Regions from separate parts of the Mus musculus genome. Here all the other regions are linked to region 2. Evidence: chromatin contacts called from public HiChIP or PLAC-seq data. All regions are on one chromosome and are shown on one strand. Each heading gives the region's core, a stretch centred on a gene start, on an enhancer-like site or on the middle of the called end of the contact. The rest is flanking DNA. Distances are from core to core; before and after follow the strand shown. Region 1 holds the start of Arfgap3 (ADP-ribosylation factor GTPase activating protein 3). Region 2 overlaps Srebf2 (sterol regulatory element binding factor 2). Region 3 holds the start of Mcat (malonyl CoA:ACP acyltransferase (mitochondrial)).

Region 1 (4,731 bases), core at 2,098-4,597, 1.2 Mb before region 2:
TACGTTTTTTGGAGTTTTTGTTTGTTTGGGTTCAGTTTGGCTTTTTTGTTGTTGTTTTGTTGTTGTTGTTGTTTTTCTTTTTGAGATAGGAATTCTCTGTGTAGCCCTGGCTGTCCTGAAATTCACTCTGTAGACCAGGCTGGCCTCAAACTCACAGAGATCCTCCAACCTCTGCCTCCTGAGTGGTGGAACTAAAGGTGTGCCCCACCACACCTGAATTCTCTCAGGCTGTTTTTTGAATGGTTGTGGGGCAATGAGTTGACATTGAGTTTTTATTATTTGCCAACACACATCCAATTGTTGTACCACTATCCAGTGAGTCATCTTGGAGCCTTCAGAAAAAGAAACCAAACTGCCATGCTCAATCTTTACTCATTTCATTACATGCTTAACTGACTTCTTATGGTCAACTCCTATGGCAGGCCACCACCTCTCCAGTGTTCTGCCCACGGTGTAAAGCTATGGCCCAGTTTCCTACATTCAGCTTACTTGGTTACCTAGCAACCTCTTAAATAGGCTCAAGGGAAGCTATGCTTTTGGAGATTATCATTTTCTTTTTATTGCACCAGGAATGATGTTCCAGTGTTTTGAGGTTTTTGTTTTTTTTTTTTTAAGTTTAAAATTTGTGTGTGTGCGTGTGTGTGTGTGTGTGTGTGTGTGTGTGTGTGTGTGTGCGTGCATGCATGCATGCACATGTATTTGTGTACCAGTGAAAGTGTCTCAGGAGTCCAGAAAAGGGTGTTGGATCCCCTAAAGCTAGAGTCTTCTGGGGTGCTGTGAACTGAACTCCAGTCCTTTGTGAGAGCAATACCACTGAGTCATCTCTCTACTGCCAAAGCTGGGATTAGTCTTAATTGGATGAAATTTACCAACTGGAGCTTTCTGCTCATTTTTTAATAACATTTTTTTCTTTAAAAAAATTTTTTTATTTCATGTGCCTTGGTGTTTTGCCTGCATGTATGTATATGTCTGTGTGAGGGTGTTATATCCTCTGGTGCTGGACTTAGACAGTTGTGAGCTGCTGAGAGTTTAACCTGAGTCCTCTCTTCAGCCCTCTGTTCAGTTCTGGGAAGAATTCAACTGAAGGAAACAATTTCAGCAGAAGTTTACTGAGCAACGTAGTCAAAGCAAGCTCTCCAGACAGACTGAAGTGGGCTGTGCTGCTGTGGGTATAGGCACAATGGCTTCCATTGGAGTTTTTTAAGCATTTTATAAATATGTATGAGGTTTGTGGCATATGCATCAGATATGATCCTTTTTCCTTTTCAAGTCAAAGTGAATGTGAAAGTGCCTTTTAAGGCATTTTCCCCATGAAACTTGCAAAGCCGACAGATAAGGGTTGGAGGGTATCAGAGCTACAACCTAAACATTCAGTGAGGCTGGCCGAGTCACAGATGGAGACCCTTCAACAGCACCGTGTGTACAGCTGGCAAAGTGGCCTGGTGCTTTAGTTTCTGATCCTGATACTTCCTTGGATCCATCACATTTCAATCCCAGCCTAAACAGCAGACAGGGTGGGGGTCAGGGTTTCCTTAAAAAAAATTATCTAGGGTCTTATGTACTTCAGGCCTGCCTTAAATTCACTATGTAACCAAAGATGACCTTGAATTCCTGAGCCTCCTGCTTCTACTTCCCAAATCCAGAGATTAGAAAGGTTACATCACTATACCAGTATAGCTGTTTTCCTAACTCCTATGAACTATCCATATATATATATATATTTTTTTTTGAACGAAGATAGGAAGATCATTCAAATGGTGAGGGTTGTCTGCAGCAGCAACATGCTGTTCCTAAAGACTGCACATTTCCTAACCTTGGAAAAGGCCCAGCTCTGGGTTGATGAATACACAGCCTGAGGCATCTACCAGGCCTGAGATGGCAAACATGGCACTGGCGGGCCTTGCCTTTCCTCTTTTTTTCTCCTTGCTAAGAACCGTTAGATTACATTCCTAAAGCTAGCCACCAAGGTTTGTTACGCTATTTGTCCACTTCCTGAGGCTAACATACTAAGGTCCAGCTATCAAAATCCACCCCCTACCTTGGTTCACCTAATTAGCATGCCCCATAAAATAAACTTATCCTAAAGGGGTTTCTTCTTTTACCTTTATGAACTGCCATTTGCCAATACGCCAAGGCTGTCTCTTCTCTATCCAGAAGCAGTCCTTTGTCCCTCTGGAGCAAATAACCCGTCCCCCTCTCCCTCCTTTTCACTTCTTCCTCTTGCTCTATCTCCTGTCTTTGTCTCTTATTCCCTGCCCTTTTGTCACTCTGCTGAGAACTTTGTGTGTCTTGTGCCAGTTCCTGTCCTTGTACAGCCTATATGAGGTCCCAACTTGACACCAAGACCGTTTTCAGAACATCCCTGAAGCTGCAGTGCTGCTCTGGTCAACATATTTCATCTCCAACTCCTTCATACAGGTGAATGCTAGGAAGTGCCTACAGCAGCCCTGCTGGGAAGCAACCAGTTGAACTGGGACAGAAGCTGGGGCTTAGCACTTGATACCAAAACCTGTTTTTCTTCTATTATGCTCTACCTAAGGTCATGTTTGCCAGCTGCTCCACCCTGACCGCTGTAAAAGAGGCACCTGCTCCCAAGCTCAAACCTTCCAGCTACTAATATTATCCAAGGTTTAACTGGAGCCCCAAGCACTAAACACAGACTTGTTTCTGGTCTTTCTAGACTTCTCAGTTCTGACCCTGATAGAACTTGTTGCCTACAGGCAAGCACTCTCTCTCCGTGAACAGAACAGACTTTATAATTACAAGATTATCAAGCCAGTATGGCTTGGTGCAGACCTGTAATCTGAGCAGCAAGACGCTAAAACAGGAATATCTCCAGTTCAAGTCCAGCCTTGGACTACACAGTGTGCTCTAGGCCAGCCTGGGTTTCCCAGATGGGAGAGAGAAAAATGGGACAGCAGTTTCCTGTAGGTTATCACTCAGGGCTTGACTTTAGCTGAGAAAGAGTACAAACACACACTACTACTATGCAGGATCCATGAGGATGAGACCTGCTGGCTCTCCCATCCTGAGGGATAGGTGTGAGACTGGCCACGGGCCGGCAACGGTATGCTGGTGAGTCCGGTGGGTAAGCCCGATGCTCCCTGCGCAAAGCCTGGGGTTCCTATCCCACACTGCAGGACCCTAACTAACGCTGAGATCTGGGGAAGGTTTGCGGAGGGGTGGGAGTTGTCCGAGCGTCCGCGCATGCGCCTGCCGCGCCCGACTTCGAAATTGGAACCCGGAGAAACCAGTGGCGCCGAGGGACCTCACCGAGTGAAGGAGAACGGCGCGTGCGCCCGCTTGTGGGCGGAGCCTGGGCGCGGCAGGGGCGGGGCTTGTCGTCACGCGCAGCCCCGCCCCTCGGTCTCCGGGAGGCGGCAACCGCTACTCCTTGTCTCTTCCCGGTTGTCGGGGACTGCTTCACCTCAGTTCTCAGTGACTATGGGGGACCCCAGCAAGCAGGACATCCTGGCCATCTTCAAGCGCCTGCGCTCGGTGCCCACTAACAAGGTAACGGCCGCAGGCGGGCTTGGGACCCCGCGGCCCGCCGGACCCCGGTGTGGCCGCGGCCGTGGGAGGAGCCGCCCGGCCTGTGACACGTCGCACTGTGGGCCTGGCAGCCGCCGCTCCCCAACCTTCGTCAGCAAGGGGAGGAAAAGGGGGCGCCCACCAGGGGCTTAGCGCCTGGGGCACAGGGACATGGGCATCCGGAGGATGTCCAGGACTAAAAGGCAGAGAGCCTGGGGTCACAGGACTGGGGCATGGACATCTGGGATGTCTAGCATCCTAGGGCAGAGCGTCTGGGGTCACAGGGGGGGCTGGGACATGGACAGTTGGGGTGTCCGCCACCAGAGGCCAGAACACCTGGGGATAGACAGAAGACTGGGGCATGGACATCTGGAACAGGAGACCAGTGCATTTCATGGCAGAGAGAGGACTGGGGTATGGACCTCTAGGAGTGTCCAGGTTACCCAGACGCCAGACTACCTGGGGGCTTAGAGAGAAGGCTAGTTCATAGCATCTAGGGGTGTCTAGGGGTCTGGAGAACAGAGCACCTTGACCCAGAAGCACAGACATGGTAGGGTGGAGGAAACAGATGTTGGAAGTGTGTAGCTGGGCTCTGAGAAGGCTGGTGAGGCAGAGTTCACTCCTTCTGGCCTCTGTGAACAAAGGTAAAAATCCCAGCCACCTAGACCCAGGGGTCAGAACTCTAAGTGGTGCTAAGTTCTGGGAAAGAAGGGCTTCTCCCCCCACCATGGACCTTGTCTTGAGTGTTCTTCAGGGCTGGGGACCTGTTGGATTTTTGTCACCATTGTCCTTCGGTGGCAGCCTGTTTCCCAGTCCAGTAGAGCTAAGGTTCTCTTCCCTGGTTGCCAGCTCTCTGGGTTCCTGAGGAAGCTCACTAAAACTCACGTTCATCCCTCTGTAGGTTGAGGTCTGTCCCTACAATTTTTTTCTTCCCCTTATGTGACCCCCCCCACACACACACACACACAGACCCCACCCCCAACCACTGGGCCTCATAACTTTTAGCATGTGGCTGGCAGTGTTGTTTTGATACACAGGGTTAAGGTGTCTACTTCCTTAGGATGACGGAGTAGGGTGGAACCCGAGGAGTGCAAAGGGCTGTCGTGTCACTGTGGACTCTCCCCACCCCTCTCCAAGTTCCATCTGGTTGCCACCTTCACCTCTGAGGAACCATCTGTTAATGGGCACAGCCGTGATTAC
Region 2 (4,768 bases), core at 1,024-3,523:
GGGAAAGCAAGGCCTGGGAAAAGGTTTTATGAAGCTTTGAAAATGGAGTTTGTGTTCCAGCTGCAGTTCACAGAGCACGGGGGCAAAGAGGCTCCCCGGAAGTGGCCGGCACACCCAAGCACACCTCACTTCCTTCTCCACCGTTTCCCCAGCCTTAGCAGTCTCTAAAAGTTGAGGCTAAGTTGCTTGGGGCACCAAGAATCTACATTTGGGTTCTGCTTCTTTAAAAAAAAAGCAAAGAAACAAAACTAGAGGGAGGTTTTTAGCACCTGTGCATTTCAAATAGCTTCATGCCTCACAGAAACAGAAGTTCATGTATAGTCTACGGAGCTTATGACCTAGAGACGACAACATATCTTGGCTGCCTTAGCCAGGCAGCCTCTAGTGCACATCAAAGTATGATCAGAGCAAATTTGCATTGTTTTAATCTATGCCATTGAGTTTTTGCCGGCATACTTGTCTATCTCTATGTATGCAGGTGATACCAGAAACCCTGAACTAGAGTTACAGATTGTGTGGTTGGCTGAGAATTGAACCTGGGTCCTTTGGAAGTACGGCCAGGGCTCTCTGCCACTAATCCATCACTTCAGGCTCCTGATCAGATTAATTTTGATTAGGAGTACATCCAAAGCGCCCCAGATGGAGTAACAATGTGTTCAAATGACACAGTCAGCTAATAGTCCTATGGGTATTTGTTGTCTAGCCCAGAGAGGTAAGAGAAGAACTGGTTTACAGAGGTCATTACTCTGTTTAGGGGAGTGAGGGTGGGGTAGGATGAAGAGTTTAGCCAGGGTCTTACTGTATAACTTACCACATAACTCAGGGTTTACCATACTGCCAAAGCTGGTCTCCTCAGACCTTAGACTACAGTGAGTGACTGCACAGAGCAAAGGTCACTTATTCTTATTGTATGGGGGTTTTCCCTGAATGTGTCTGAGCACCACGTACATGCAGTACCCACAGAGGACAGAAGAGGGCGCTGGATCCCCTGGAGTTACAGACTGTTTTACTAGCTGCCATGTGGCTGGGGTGTCCTCTGCAAGCCCCACTACTTATTTTTTCAATACATATTTTATTAATTCGTTGAGACATTAGTACAATGTTATTCTTACACTTTATATTTATTATGAATGTTGTTAGATAATATGTTTTATTTTTGAGTTATATTTATTTACGGGGCAGGGGGAGCTTGTGTATACCAAGGCACATGTATAAAGAGGTAGGGGTGAGTCAGTTTTCTCTTCCCGCCGTGTGTGCTCTAGTGATGGGACGCGGGCCATCAGCCTTGGTGACAAGTGCCTTTACCTGCTAAGGCATCTTGCCAGCTCTAGACAATTTTTAAAATCATGAAAGGAATAATATATTTATTATAAACAAATTTAGAAAATAGACCGGATGGTGGTGGTGCACACCTTTAATCCCAGTGCTTAGGAAGCAGAGGCCAGCCTGATCCGCAGTTTCACCATAGCCAGAGCTAGACAGAGAAACCCTGTCTTGAAAAAACAAGAGGAGGAGGAGGAGAAGGAGGAAGAAGATGATAAGGAGGAGGAAGATGAGGAGATAGAAGAGGAGGAGAAGGAGAAGGAGGCGGTGGCCTGGTTCAGTGTGTAAGAGTGTTTGCTCTGTGAATATGAGAACCTGAGTTCAAATCCCCAGCACTCATACAAAAAGCCGGGCGTGGCTGAGTGTGCTTATGACTCACAGCTGACCCCCAGTTCAGTAAGTTACTCTATAACTTACCATATAACTTGGCGTTTACCATGCCGCCAAGGCTACATGCTTTGCTCTGGCTTCCACTATCAGCACATTCACATGCCTACACCCCACCCCCAAGAGAAAAAGCACACAAGAAACCTAGAGCAACTCAATGTGGCCTCCTAGTTCTCTCTGTCCGGCTCTCTCCTCCTTTCCCAGGCACCCAGAAGGCACCTCTGCAGTTCGGGGTGGGAGGGGTGGGGAGGGGGGGTGGGGAGGGAATGAAGTACTGACTTCTCCAGTCTCCATAGCCCAAGGCTGGAGCCCGTTCAACTGTCTCACCCAGAAGAGCTATTTTCAATAGGACTTTCCACAGGTTTTCTTCTCTGCCACAGGTTCACCCTAAGACTGACTGTTTCAAAGCTTCTCTCTATGGCACCTTATCACTCCACCCCACACCCTGTTTTCAATTCAACTAGTCTTCTGTCAGACACCAATCACCATCTGACCTGCACAGCCATTGTTCAAACAAGACGCCTGGAACTAGAGTTACAAATGGTTGTGCGCTGCCTCCTAGTGCAGGCCACTGAACGCAGGCCCTCTACAGACCAGCAAGTGCTCTGAACTGCTGAGCCACCTGCCAGCTACAAACCACATTTCAGCCCTTCTTGCAAATTGTTCTCTCTTTATTTAAGAAGCGTGAACATCTGTCTGTCCAGCTTATGTGGGTGCTCCAGGGGACCAGTTAGATTCCCCCTTGAGCTCAAGTTAGTTACAGATGGTTGTAGGTGCTTGGAACTGAATTTTGGTCCTCTGAGCCATTTCTCGGCCCTGCCCAGTCCTGAGCCCTCCAACACCCACAGCTTTCTTTCACTTCCCACTCACCTAGCCTTCAAAGATACCCACTTCTCTTTCTGCACCAGTTTGGGGTTGGTGAGTCATTCTCAGAGTAAGACCACCATGTCCTTTCTGCTAAGATCACCTTTATTCTTTCTCTATGCTGGCTCACCATCCTACTTAAAGGCTTTCGCCAAGGACTCGACACCTCTCGTCCAGCTATCTGAGAGCTCCTGAACACAAGGTTCCATTTAGAAGAACCTAGGCTGGAGATAGCTTAGCGGTATAGCAGCTGACTAACACCCAGAGTCCCAGGTTCCACAAGCAGAAGACATCAGAGCCAGCTGTGATGACCCATGTGCACCATTCCGGCATTCAAGAGGCTGAGGCACACAGCAGCAACCAACGAGGGCTGGAGAGATGCCTCAGTGGCTGAGCACACAGGCTGCTTGCTCTTTCAAAGGATGTTTCCTGGGTCTGATTCGCAGCACCTACATGGTGGCTCATAACCTGCAACTCCAGTCTCAAGATGTACCCGCCTCTGTGGGTAACAGGTATGGACACGGTGCACACACATACATGCAGTGCACTTATATGCAGGAAAAACACTCATACCCATAAAATAAATCTCTTGTTTAAAAGTTAAAGGAATAAAGGAGGGCCAGCAAGATGGCCTGGTGAATGAGGAAGTCTGTCACAAAGCCTGGTGACCTGAGCTGATCCTTGGAATGCCTGTGGTGGAGGGGAGAACTGACCCGTGTCCCCCCACATACAGAAATCATTTAAATAATTTTTAAAAAGCCATTACACTATTCATGTCTAAAAGAAAATTGTATTTTCTATTTAGAAATCATATGTATGCTTTATTTAAATTTATAGAAGGTGATTACAACTGGCCCTGTTAATTTATATTACTTTTATGTGGCTAACATAACAGTAACATGTGACACCCCCGTTCTTGGTGTGTGTAGGGTACTGAGATCCAGTCTCATGGACCCCAGGCTCTTTCTGAACTCCTTATGGAGCTGAAGAGGACCCTGAAGGCTCCCGTCCCACCTCCTGAGTACAAACATTACACACATGTGTCACCACGCCTGGCTTCTAGCCATTTATTTTCTGTTTGTTTGTTTGGTTGGTTTTATCTGTTTTCTTTTTTTGAGATAGGGTGTCTCTGTTACTGTATCTGGCTGTCCTAGAACCTACTCCGTAGACCAGGCTGGCCTCAAACTCAGAGTTCCTCCTGCCTCTGCTTCCTGGGTGCTGGGATTAAAGGTGTGTACTACCACCGCTGATTTCCAAACATGTCTTTATTTTGCATTTATATAAATCACAACTTGGGAGAAAAATACCATACAGACCCGGAGTGACAGTAAAGGCGAAATGAAAGTGTGTTAGAAGGGATTTGGAAAATCGGCCACACACTGCTTTCAGTGTCAGTGGACGAGATCTGGGCACGGAGCTCAGTAAGCTCTAAGGTTCTGTCTTCACCACCATAAAAGCAACCACCAACCCCTCCCCAAAGCTAACTGAACAGTAAGCACGTAACTAACTCATCAAGGGACACAGGGAAGAGAGACTAGCTCTTTGTAGTTCATAGGCATACTTTCCTATCCAAATTCTTATTCTATAACAGATCTCCGTCCAAAGACAACTCTTCTTAGCCCCTTCTGCTCTAATAGAGAACACGGCAATAAAGACACGCATGGAATAAACACTGACTGCCACCCTATTACATGTCACACAGCAGTAAAAGCCTGCAAGAGGCAGGTTCTGAGGGTTGTCAGACACCTGTGCAACATCTGTCAGGCCAGGCACACAGCACACAACTGTAAAATTGTCCGTATACAGCTGCTTCTTTACTTATGCTTGTGAGCAAACTTGTATACTATTATTAGCGAAGTATAAACACGAGTTTTGTTGTTTGTTTGTTTGTTTTGTTTTGTTTTTCTGGAAAATACCTTCTTTAGTGTTACCACTGTTATTTTGCTCCTAATGCCTGGTTAGGCATTTCCCACACATTGTTACAGAATTTTCAAACCCACCCCATGAGGTGACCTGTTTCAAGCACTCATATGTAAGGCATTTTGCATGCTGCCTCAGTCTTATGTGCTTAAATGTGGAGCTGTTTGTGCCTAAGAAACAACTTAAGTCCCTAAGAGGAGTTTTGCACGGTCTTAGGCATATAAGTGAGAAACAGAAATGGGGGCCTTTCTTGGGGAAGCCCTGTGGCCCCCAA
Region 3 (4,462 bases), core at 1,876-4,375, 1.4 Mb before region 2:
CACTCAGGTGTGTGCCCAAGAGTTTCTGGGTCTCAACCTGCTCTACTTTATCAAACTTCCTGGCATGGTTTTACATCCCACATCACTCTGTAAACAGAGGTGGCCTTGAACTCACAGAGATCTGCTTGCCTCTGCTTCCTGAGTGCTGGGATTAAAGACATACACGGCCACTGTCAGGCAGGAATTTACATCTTCCAAAGATTCCTTTGGAACAGGGAGACAGCGCAGTCAGTAAAGCATTTGCTGCACGAGTTTGAGGACCTCACTTCAGATATCCAGAGTCCGTGTAAATAGCCAGGGGTGGGAGAGCGCACCTGCAATGCTAGCATTTGAGGGGAAGCGTCACGAGCATCTCTGGAACCCACTGGCTAGCCCTGCTGGATGAACCAATGAGTGCCAGGTTCGGTGAGAGACCCTGTTGCAAAAAAGTAAGGTGGCGAATGATAGAGGAAGACCATCAATATTGACTCCTTGTCTCTGCATCCATGTACACATGCATGTGTGCACACACCGCCATGTGCACAGATTCCACTCAAGCATACACATAGGAACAAATGTGAAAACAGAACAGTCCTTGGCTGGGTATTTCTGGACCCTAGGCCAAAGAGCCCTGCACTGTTTTCTGGTCATGTTTTGCACAGTGAATCTGCTCTAGTGGGATTATGACCTTTTCCTTATCCAAAGCAAAACCTCGAGGCTAGAAAATGATGGCTCAGCAACTGAGAGTGCTTGTTGATCTGGCAGAGGACCTGAGCTCCATTCCCAGCACTCCCATCAGGTGGCTCAAAACCACCTATAGCTCCAGATCCAGAGGATCCAACAGCCTGCAAGCCCCCGCACATATACAGATAATTAAAGATAAAAAGTAGGGCTGGCAAGATGGCTCAGCGGGTAAGAACACTGACTGCTCTTCCGAAGGTCCTGAGTTCAATTTCCAGCAACCACATGGTGGCTCACAACCACCCATAATAAGATCTAACGCCCTCTTCTGGTGCATCTGGAGCAAGCAGAGCCAACCAGAGTGAGCAGAGGTCCTAAAAATTCAATTACCAACAACCACATGAAGGCTGACAACCATGTTCAGCTACAGTGTATCCATATCAATCAATCAATAAATCAATAAATCTTTTTTTAAAAAGATAAAAAGTAGCCATGTGTGATGGGCACCTTTGGCCACATCACACAGGAGGCAGAGGCAGGCAGATCTCCAAGAGTTGGAGGCCAGCCTAGTCTACATAGTGAGTTCTAGGCTGGCTACATAGTGAGGTTCTACCCACCTATTTCTCTCTCTCTCTCTCTCTCTCTCTCTCTCTCTCTCTCTCTCACACACACACACACACACACACACACACACACATGCACACACACACACATGTGAAAACATAAAATAAGAAAACAAGACTGAACAGCCTGAAAGCCTGAAACACTTATTTGATTTTCTTCAAACTCAGTGAAATATGTTTGATGATGTGGAGTACTGAGAGGCACATCCTCTCTGATACATCAAATTCCTATATTGAGCCTTAATCCCCAGGGTGAAGGCATTTAGAGGAATCTAGAGGACACCTGGAGGGTCAGGGTGATTAAGTAGAGGTGGGACCTTCATGAATTAGATGAATACCCTTATTAGAAAACACCCCCCCCATCTATCATGTGGGGATATTAATAGTTTTTCCCCACTGATGAAATAATCCAACTCAAGCCCAATTAAAAGTATAAAAGCTGGTTTATTGTGGGCAGCTCTCGAACAGGTTCACCGGTCTCAGAAAACGAGGCCAGGGAAATCGCCATGTAGACAGGGAGGCAAAGATGGGGGAGCAGAAAGAGAAAGAGGAAACATTCTGAACAAAGAGGGAATGCAAAGACGGAGAGAGCTGGGGTGGCTGTAACACACCTGGCACAGCTGGCTAAGGCCGGTAATGAGGTAAGCAGTTGCTAGGTCCCTGAGTGAAGGCCAGTGGAACTGCCTGTATACTAACAGAGTTAGGGCTAGGGCACCCGGGTTTGGATACAGAAGAGTTAGTTATCTGCAAGCCATGAAACAGATTCTTTCCAGACACTGAATCTGCAAGTGCTGAGCTTGATCTTGGACTTTTCAGCCTCAAGAACTCTGACATATAATTTCGATTATTAAGCCCTTAAGTCTATGGCATTGGTATGCCAGCCAGAGCAAACTGAGACATACCTCCAAATAGATCTTCTCATTGTAAAGGCTGTGGTGAGTATTGAGGTGGGGGCGGGGATGGATTTCCTGGGCACCTTAGCAGAGACTGGCAGGAAATGAGAACAGATCAGAGTTCTGGAAAAGGGGTGCAGGGCTCAGGTAAGGATCAGTGTGACCCAGACTCACAATAGCTCTCAGAGACTGCATAAGCACAACTTCCAGTGCCATTCTGTGACTAACCATATAGTACACAATCTTTACGACGTTTGTCTCCTTGTTTGTAAACTGAGGATTTATTTATTTATTGAGACAGAGCTTCTCTGAGTGTGTGTGTGTATGTTTGTTTGAGTGTGTGTGTGTATGTGTTTGTTTGTTTGTTTGTTGAGATAGGGTTTCTCTGAGTAGCCCTGGCTGTCCTGGAACTGCTCTGTGGACGATGCTGGCCTCGAACTCAGATCCGCCTGCCTCTGCCTTCAAAATGCTGGAATTAAAGGTGCGCCACTACCACTCGGCTATAAACTGTGGAATTTAAAAAGCGAATCTGACTTGTACTTGGTTCCACCGCACGGAGATTTACTAGCTTCCTATTATGATTTGGACACCTCGCTGTGCTTTGTAGGCAACAAGAACTATTTGCTTAGTACGGTTGGCAGAATCATGGGCAAAACCAAGCCAACCACAGCACTTTCACGGTCTACTGGACGGTGGTGCACAATTTAGTACGTAGATACCTATTGAAGGCTCACTATGGAAGCTATCTGCGGTTCCTGGTTGGAGATGTTTAAGGAAACGCACGGACCACTCCAGGACCGACATGCAACTGCAAATAGTTTGAGAGCTGGTAAAGATGAGTAGGTAACATAGGAACGTTTTTTTACTGGCTGCCTAGATGACCCGACAGGAAATACAGGAAGGACCGCCCCGCTGCGCAGCCGCAGTGCGTCTCAGCCGCAGCGATAACGACCACCGGCTCTGCGCGTCGCAATGAGCGCTCGGGTAGCTCGGGCCGGGTGGGCCTGGCGCTCCTGGGGCCGCCGCGCCGCCTCGAGCCTCCGGGAGCCGCCGCCGGACGCCGTGGACGTGGCGGAGCTGCTGCGGGACTCCAGCGTGGCCGAGGAGGGAGCCCAGGAGGCGGTGGCGCGGCGGCGGCCACCTTCACAGTGCTCCGTGTTGCTCTTCCCCGGCCAGGGCTGCCAGGCGGTCGGCATGGGCAGCGGCCTGCTCCACCTCCCGCGTGTGCGGCAGCTCTACGAGGCCGCGCACCGGGTACTGGGCTACGATCTGCTGGAGCTGTGCCTGCGGGGGCCCCAGGAGGACCTGGACCGCACAGTGCATTGCCAGCCCGCCGTCTTTGTGGCTTCACTGGCCGCCGTGGAGAAGCTACATCATCTGCAGCCGGCGGTGAGCCGAGGAGCGAGCGCCGGACCCCGCCTTCTGGGTCTCAGGGTTCCTCAGTCTGGTTCTTATTGGTCCCCAATCTGGTCCTCGTTGATAGTATTCTAGACGCACTGCACAAAATGAGGATCCCTGCTCCAGGGGAGTTTGCATCTTAGACGACACAGACACTTCACACTTAATGCACCGAGTTAACATATCACATTAAAGATGAATGCGTTGGGCTAGAGGATCTTGGTTCGGTTCCTAGCACTCATGTGGTAGGTTCACAACCATCCATAACTCCAGTTCCATGGGATCTGATGCTATTTTATGGCCTCTGCGGGTATCAGGTATGTGCACCATGTGCACAAAACATATAAACAGGCAAAACATTCAAACACATAAATTGCTTTATTTTGGTTTTTTTCTAGACAAGGTTTTTCTGTGTAACAGCCCTGTATATCTTGAACTCGCTTTGTACACCATACTGGCCTCAAACTCGCGGAGATCCTTTTGCCTCTGCCTACCAAGTGCTGAGACCAAAGGCATGTGCCACCACACCTGGCCACACACATAAATTTTTTAAAAAGGATTTATTTATTTATTTAATGTATGTGAGTACACTGTAGCTGTACAGATGGTTGTGAGCCTTCATATGGTTGTTGAAAATTGAATTTAGGACCTCTGCTGGCTCCAGTTGGCCCTGCTCGCTCTGGCCCAAGGATCTATTTATTATTATAAATAAGTACACTGTAGCTGTCTTCAGACACACCAGAAGAGGGTGTCAGATCTCATTAATGGTGGTTGTGAGCCACCATGTGGTTGCTGGAATTTGACCTCAGGGCCTTCAGAAGAACAGTCAGTGCTCTTACCTGCTGAGCCATCTCACCAGCCCCCACATAATTTTTTTTTTTTTTTTAA

What was found. HiChIP or PLAC-seq counts read pairs in DNA pulled down with a chosen protein or histone mark.
Region 1: a FOXA1 HiChIP or PLAC-seq map of pancreatic cancer cells shows a contact between it and region 2. The contact joins the promoter of Arfgap3 here to the enhancer-like site in region 2. A contact is called at or near these places in 7 of 39 promoter capture datasets (the 3T3-L1 cell line, the HPC-7 cell line, hematopoietic stem and progenitor cells and 4 more) and 1 of 115 datasets of contacts at active chromatin or transcription factors (pancreatic cancer cells).
Region 3: a contact with region 2 is called in a FOXA1 HiChIP or PLAC-seq map of pancreatic cancer cells. The contact joins the promoter of Mcat here to the enhancer-like site in region 2. A contact is called at or near these places in 6 of 39 promoter capture datasets (the 3T3-L1 cell line, the C10 cell line, hippocampal neurons and 3 more) and 2 of 115 datasets of contacts at active chromatin or transcription factors (embryonic forebrain and pancreatic cancer cells).

Annotation. Positions count from the first base shown.
Region 1 is chr15:83,348,863-83,353,593 of GRCm38.p6, reverse strand. Arfgap3 (ADP-ribosylation factor GTPase activating protein 3) reads left to right here and starts at 3,347. Exons shown (of 16, transcript NM_001357756.1): 1 at 3,347-3,513. The coding sequence starts at 3,445.
Region 2 is chr15:82,161,691-82,166,458 of GRCm38.p6, reverse strand. All of the region lies in intron 1 of Srebf2 (sterol regulatory element binding factor 2), which reads right to left. Among named protein-coding and RNA genes, the nearest start is that of Srebf2, 17 kb to the right of the region's middle. Within about 2 kb of position 2,273, at least 150 of the 459 cell types and tissues checked have an H3K27ac peak or open chromatin away from gene starts, as enhancers often do. A contact at or near this core is called in the HPC-7 cell line, hematopoietic stem and progenitor cells, liver and 3 more, where this site is marked.
Region 3 is chr15:83,554,374-83,558,835 of GRCm38.p6, reverse strand. Mcat (malonyl CoA:ACP acyltransferase (mitochondrial)) reads left to right here and starts at 3,125. Exons shown (of 4, transcript NM_001030014.2): 1 at 3,125-3,565. The coding sequence starts at 3,149.